Regions from separate parts of the Sus scrofa genome. Here region 1 is linked to region 2. Evidence: chromatin contacts called from public HiChIP or PLAC-seq data. All regions are on one chromosome and are shown on one strand. Each heading gives the region's core, a stretch centred on a gene start, on an enhancer-like site or on the middle of the called end of the contact. The rest is flanking DNA. Distances are from core to core; before and after follow the strand shown.

Region 1 (3,150 bases), core at 311-2,810, 89 kb before region 2:
GGTAGTTCATAAGTCCCAAGGGAGCAGAGGGGAGAGAGGTATAGGTAGAAAACCCTATACCTAAAGTAAATCCCAGTGCTGCCACTTGGCCTTGTGACCTTATACAAGTCACTCTGGGCCATGGTTACAATATCTGGAAAATGGAGATATGACCACCTCCCAGCCAAGTTGGCAAAGGGAATGACAAATATGAGAGATATAAAGTATCACACGCAAGGCAATCAGAGAGGACATAATCTCCCCTGTTTTAACACATTCTAGGCAGGTGAAATAATGGTAACACCAGATGCCCCTCATAATCCTCCCAGCTAGGGTTCTAGGGCCCATTTCTCCTCAATTATCTCTGATTCTCTGAGACCCCAGCAAACAGGTTGTAAAAGAAAAACAAGGGCCACAATTACGTTCCAGAAGGCTCTGCTTGGCACAATTAAGAAAAAGGTAATGTGAAAGAAACCAGGGCGAGGATGCCAGCTTTTCTCTGAGCACAGGCCTAGCTGTCTTCTCATTTGCTGTTCCTGGCCAGAGAACTGGGTTGACAAGAGCAGCCAGCCAAGTCAGCGGCAGCCCTGCCGGATCCCAGCCACCCCAGCGCCCCATGGTTATTTTTGGCTGACGCTGCCCCAACACTGCAACCTCAAACCTGCCACCTTGCAAGCCGCCACCACCGGGAGAAACGCTCCTCCTTTTCAAGGGCATGGAGGAGGGAAGCTGGAAGGCCGCCAACTCCGCCTCAACGGGGCCCTGGCTCAGGCGATTCCCACCCCAGCTCCACACCAGGACACCCGCACCCGGAACTAAAGCACAGAGACTCCTGGACCATGCAGCAGCCCGGGCATTTGTACTGTCAGCTTGGCTCGGCCCCTCCTCCGGGCTGGAGCGGCTCCATCATCACAACAAAACAATCAGGGGGCCCGCAGCCCTCGCTCGCGTCCTTCCTGACGCCGCGGGTCCCAGAGATCTGAGGCGGGTTCCTGGTAACCGCCGCCAATGGAGGCGAGGGGAGACCTGGGGTGGGGGAGGCGGGCAGGAGGAAAGCCAGCTTGGGCCGGAATCAGACTCCAAGCCGCGCGGAGAGGAGGAGTCTGCCGACCCAGCCTCGAGCCAGGGTTAGGGGAGGGGTCTGAAAGCCCCTCCAGGCTGTCGCAGGTAGGACCCTGACCCCATTCCGCGGGCAGGTATAGGGCCGAAGGTGGATCCCTGCAGGGCCCTCAGGGGCCTCTCACAGGTTCGGACTCGGACGCACAGGATCGAGAGACTGGGGTCTGCTGTGACCGCCCTCTGGGGGAGAAGCGGCAGGTCAGGGGTGAGAGGTCGGGGCCGCGGCCTGAGATGGGCCAAGAGAACGAAAGAGAGCAGACCAAGCCCGAACTAGAAGCCCGGGGACCCACACCCAGCGTACCCGCCCCTCTGACTCAACCCCCCGCTCCTCGTCGCGGGCCAGGGCCCCACACTCACCGTCTCCCAGGCTCCGGCTGAGGCTAGGCCCCACTCCCCGCTCCGAGCGCCTCTTCCGCTTCCGGCTCCGGCCTCCGCCCGTGGCGGGCCCGCCCCTCCCGTGACGCAGCCGTCGGTCGACTGAGCTCGGCGACTTGGCCCCTCTAGCCGTGAACTCGAAGACTCTGGAGGACCCGCCCTGTCCACCTGGGTCGCTGCGGCGGCGGTGGAACCTGGTTCCTGGAGGGCCGAGGGGATGTCCCCAGCCGCGGCCCGCCCCCTGCCGTGTCACGAGGCACGTAGGCCTCAAAGATGCGGCGGGGGGCACCGGTGGACAGGCGCTGAGAGCCGAAAGGTGGAGCCCCGACCCCGCCCAAGCCCGCTTGGCCTTTCCTTTCCTGAGCGCCGGGAGGAGGGCATTGTTTCGCTGTCGCCTCAAGTGAAAACTGGGTAGGCCTTGAGCGCCAGCCCGGCCTCGAGGCCCTGGAGGGCGCTAAAGCCCACGGAGGATCGGGAAGGAGGTTCCCGACTCCCGCTGATGTGAAAGAAGCAAATGAGACCTTATTCATGTGTGGAGGAGCTTTTTAAAGTCATGGCGGCGCGTCCAAGCCCGGTGTATGTGCACTGCAGTTTCTGGGAAGATACTGGAGAGTCACGTCGGCGGGGCCTTTGAAGGGAAAGGGACGGGTTCTGGGGTAAAAGGGGGTCTCGTTTTCCTTGAGCATTCTTGGGCACGGCAGTGAGCAGACCAGAGTTGTTTCTTAGTTCATAACCACCCGCGTCCCACCCCCGCCGAAGAAAAGCCCCGCGGCCCCCCTCACTCCTATTTCTCCCCTGGAGTCACCTGGTGACCTCTCTGCCCCCGCCGCCGGCGCGGGCTCACCGAAGCCCCGGCCACCTACTGCCCCGCTCTTGGTCATAGGGAGATAAGGAGGTCATCTTTTCCAGATGAGAAAACCGAGGTCAGGTCCTTTGGGAGACCTCGCGGTTTATGAGCGTGCACTCCCTGGCCCCCCCCCCCCCCCGGCTCTCGCTGGCGTCGGTCAAAGAGGGCGGGAGCGGCCTCTAATTGCCCCCTAGCCACGCCAGGGCCCAAGAAGGAGGGACACAGCATCCTTCCGGGCCCCGCCCCTCCCGGGGACTGAACTGCGAAGGCTGCAGCATTTCCCCAGCACCGCGTGGGCCTGCTTGTCACCACCCCTTTCCCCAGCCCCGGCCCCGCCTCCGCCCTCGCCGCAGCGAGGGCTGGTCACGCCCCTGACATCCGGCTAGTCTCCCAGCCACTGAGGCGGATTCCAAAAGGAAACGACCCCTCCGGAGTTGCGAGGCCTCTACAGTCTCTAACCTCTAGTTCCCCCTTAAACTGGGGTCTGACGGCATGGCTTGAGCAGGTGCTTAGTACAAATCTCCGTTAGTTCCACCACTCCCACTGCAAGTAAACAACCAAAGCCAAGTTCAAACGGGTTGCTTACTACACTAATGCAGCCTCAAGACCGACTCCCGGTCCCGGTCCAACCAAATGCACCCATTCCCCCCAATATAAATTCCGGAGCCGCTTCTACTGTGTAGTTGGCGACCGAGAGCCCGGCTGTCTCTGCCCCTAAATCCTGCCCCTTTAGGCTCCTGCCTCTGGGGTGGAAGATTCTGAGCAGCCATTTTTGCCTAGGCCTTTGCCCTATGCCAGAGGCCACACCAGCAGGGGTCCATCTAAGGGTT
Region 2 (3,551 bases), core at 352-2,851:
GTTATGTTTCCTCAGCAAGGCTCCATAACTGAATGGATTACTATGCATGGGCATACTTTAGATGAACAGGATTTGCAACATGGCGTACAATGTTGTCATCACATGAAAGAAGAAGCTGCACTGCACAGGTTGGGACTTGATATTTGCACTGTTCCACTGTATTAGGATTGGGTAGAAAGATTTTTAAAAAGCAGCTAAACGTATTAGCATCTTCAAAAATTCATGAGGAAGTAATCACACCCCTAAGCAATAAAAACTGCTTGGATTTATGATTTTTTTAAATGGGCTAGAAAAAAAAAGGCACAACTTTTAAAGTTAGGCAAAGTAGAAATTTTAAAATTCTCACTTTCTGCTTATCTTAGGAGCACCGCTTTTGCCTTTTGCAATCTGTGAGAGATTCAAATTCCAATTTGCTTCTGTCTTTACTTCCTCTCCTGGCACTTTAGAAAGTGTGAGTTATGCCTGAAGCAATACTTCGTTCTGCTATAGCCCTTTTTATAGTGTAACAAAGCATGAAAAGATTTACACCCGCATTAAATAAACCCAGCTGCCAAAAATGTTCATTTAAAATAAAAATAACTTGCATCAAAGAAAAGTAAACAAACGAATAAAACAAAGAATTCAGTGGTCATTTTAATTCTCCTAGTAACATTAGGCAATCAATCACAAGTGGGGTAATTTTTCAACCAAGTCCTGCCGTCATTGAACAACTGCTTCTCATCTTATGGCACCATCTTCCCTGCATGCTGTCCCCAGCAGAGGGGGAGGTGTCTCACAGCCTCTTTAGTAAGACTGAGATGACTCAGTTCTACAATTCGATACACACACCCTCCCCCAAAGAGCCCATCTTCCCCTTGTCCCTAAGTAGCTAGTTGATTCAAACAACAATACTACCTGCCTACTTTTAGAAAAGTTATGTCTCAGAAATATAAACCACTCTATCCCTTCAGACGTCCCCCTCTCCCATTTCCCCTAAAGTTCCCGGACCTCCAGGTCCGGCGCAACGGACTGCTTACAGCTCTGAACCCAGCCTTGCCCACCATTCTTTTTACCTTTGCTGCCAGATCCCTCTGGCCTCAGCTCCCTTTAAGCCCCACACCTCCCCCCATCCCAGCCATTCTTCATAGCCCCCCAACCCAACCCTATCACTTTTACCTCTACCAAGACCTCCCAGCCAATCCGCCGGCTATGCTTAGATCGCTCCAACCCCACCTATTCTTACCCTCTCAGTTCCCGGGGGCCCCTTACTCATCCCATCCCTTTATCTCAAATCACCCTAATGGGCGAGGGCGCCTCCAGGCTCCTCCCAGCGTTCTCACTTTTCCTCCGCGGCCCCCGCGCTCCGCCTGCCCGCGCCTTCACGTTTTCCCTCTACACACCTGCCTTTCCTCCTACCCCTCTGTCTCCTCCACCTGCCACAACCCCCGCTCCCGCCGAGGCTGAAGGAGCCGAGCCCGGAGCGGCTTACCTGTGTCAGGCGCTCCGGGTCAGCCGTCGTTGGAGGAGATGGCCACTCAGGCCCCGGCTCGGCAGCTGGGTTTCGTACTTCTCCGCAGCCGGCGGCCACAGCCGGGGCGGGGCCCGCACCGGAAGCGGGACCGCTGGGCCGGACTGCCGGGCCGGGAAGGGGCGAGGCCACAGGGATGGGGCGGGACCTGAGGCCGGAAGCGGCCAAAAAGGGAACAATGGGCGGGTCGGGCGGAAGTGACTTCTAGGAACAGCCCCGCCCTACTGAATCGTGGGCGGAAGCGAGTTGAAGCTGGCGGAAGCTTCTGCCAATGGGAAAGCGGAGACAAGCAGGAGTTCCGGCGTCAGCACTTTCGCGGGGAGTTGAAATCAGCTGGGGTGCCTAGTCTTTTTTGCGCGTTTTCTGGTTGTGGAGGGTGATGTAGTGCGGGCGGTAGGTAGGGTAAATAAAGGACAAGGACTGTCAGGATGTTCTTCTGCTTTAGTCCCTTCCCCAATCTCCCACTTTCAAACTGGTCTTCTGAGATTCCCGCTTCCGGATCTGCTTTTCTCCGAACTTCTCTGGACTGAGACCTGGCTGTCCCGTAAGGATGCTGCATCCTCTCACATGGGTTAGTATTTTCATTTCCTGGGTTCCAAAAGTGGGGGACAAATGCTGCCACCTTTTGTAAAAACCCTTGTTTCTCTGAAGCTTAGTCTTTTTGTGAATCATACAAATTAGATTTAAAAAAAATTTTTTTGGAGTTCCCTGTTGTGGCTTAGCAGGTTAAGAACCCAACTAGTATCCATGAGGATGCCTGTGCAATCCCTGGCCTCTCTCAGTGGGTTGAGGATCCCACGTTGTCATGAGCTGTGGTGTAGGCCAGCAGCTGCAGCTCTGATTCCACCCCTAGCCTGGGAACTTCCTCCATACGCTGCAAGTGCTGCACTAAAAAGAAAAAAAGTGGTTTTTTTTTAAAATTTTTTTGGTTGCATTCGCAGAGTTTGGAAGTTCCCTGGGCAAGATATCAAACCTGTGCCATGGCAGTGACTTGAGCCATAGCAGTGACAACACAGGATCCTTAACCTGCTGATCAACTGGGGAACGCCTAGACTTAATTTTTTCATTTTATTATTTTTTAATTGAAGTACAGTTAATTTACAATGTTGTATTAGTTTCAGATGTACAGCACAGTAATTCAGTTACGTGTATATGTATGTTTTCTTTTTCAGATTCTTTTCCTTTATAGGTTTTTATGAAAGAGTTTGTATGGTTCCCTGTGCTATACAGTAGGCCGTTGTTGGTTATCTATTTTATTTATAGTAATATGTTATCTGATGCTTACTTCTTAAGACACTCCTCTGTAGAGAGGAGACCATCTGCTAATTTGTTCACCCAGCTCCTTGTCTTACTTTCCTCTAACCATCTTCCATCTTGATCATTTCAGTCAATGTGGACAACCCATTTCACATGCGGGCCTCATCCCTTACATTAGCCCCCCAATCCCAGTCAGAAACCTGGACCTTGTCACCAGAAACCCTATTGTGTCATGAATCAGTACTTCCGACATCCCTCTGTCCAACCACAGCCTGATATTCTTTACCTGGACGGCTCAAGAACTTCATTTACATTGTTTTCACTTTATCAGAACCTCCAGTTCTGATTGAAAGCTTCTACTTAATCCTCACTTTTCACTTCACTCCTTATCCATCTTAGATTCAGCAGTATATCATTACAGTCTCCCTCTTACTTACTCTTAAGCCCACCCCAACACCCCTCTTTTCCCCAACTAAGTCCTCCACCCTGGATGAACTAACATACTTCTCCATATACCTTGTCATAGTAAATTGTCCTGATGAACAAACAGGCATCACTAAATGATTTCAACCTTAAATGAGCTCCGAACAGTGCCTGGAAATTTCATTTTATTTTTCTAGTTAACTTGTTCTCCACTATCTGCAAATCTCTAAACCCTATGCTTCCCATACCTCTTCCCCTGATTATCTTACTGTGTAAGTAATAGGAAATGTAGAATACCCTAAAATCTAGAAATCTACATATGTTTCCATCCTGTCCTTTCCTCCTATAATTTACTCAATAAAAA

What was found. HiChIP or PLAC-seq counts read pairs in DNA pulled down with a chosen protein or histone mark.
Region 1: a contact with region 2 is called in an H3K27ac HiChIP or PLAC-seq map of alveolar macrophages. The contact joins the promoter of CLK3 here to the promoter of ARID3B in region 2. A contact is called at or near these places in 1 of 5 promoter capture datasets (liver), 15 of 47 Hi-C or Micro-C datasets (alveolar macrophages, blood, embryonic fibroblasts and 9 more) and 2 of 2 datasets of contacts at active chromatin or transcription factors (alveolar macrophages and skeletal muscle).

What each region holds. Positions count from the first base shown.
Region 1 is chr7:58,908,056-58,911,205 of Sscrofa11.1, forward strand. CLK3 (dual specificity protein kinase CLK3) reads right to left here and starts at 1,561. Exons shown (of 13, transcript XM_001927924.7): 1 at 1,456-1,561.
Region 2 is chr7:58,997,106-59,000,656 of Sscrofa11.1, forward strand. ARID3B (AT-rich interactive domain-containing protein 3B) reads right to left here and starts at 1,602. Exons shown (of 11, transcript XM_021099056.1): 1 at 1,469-1,602.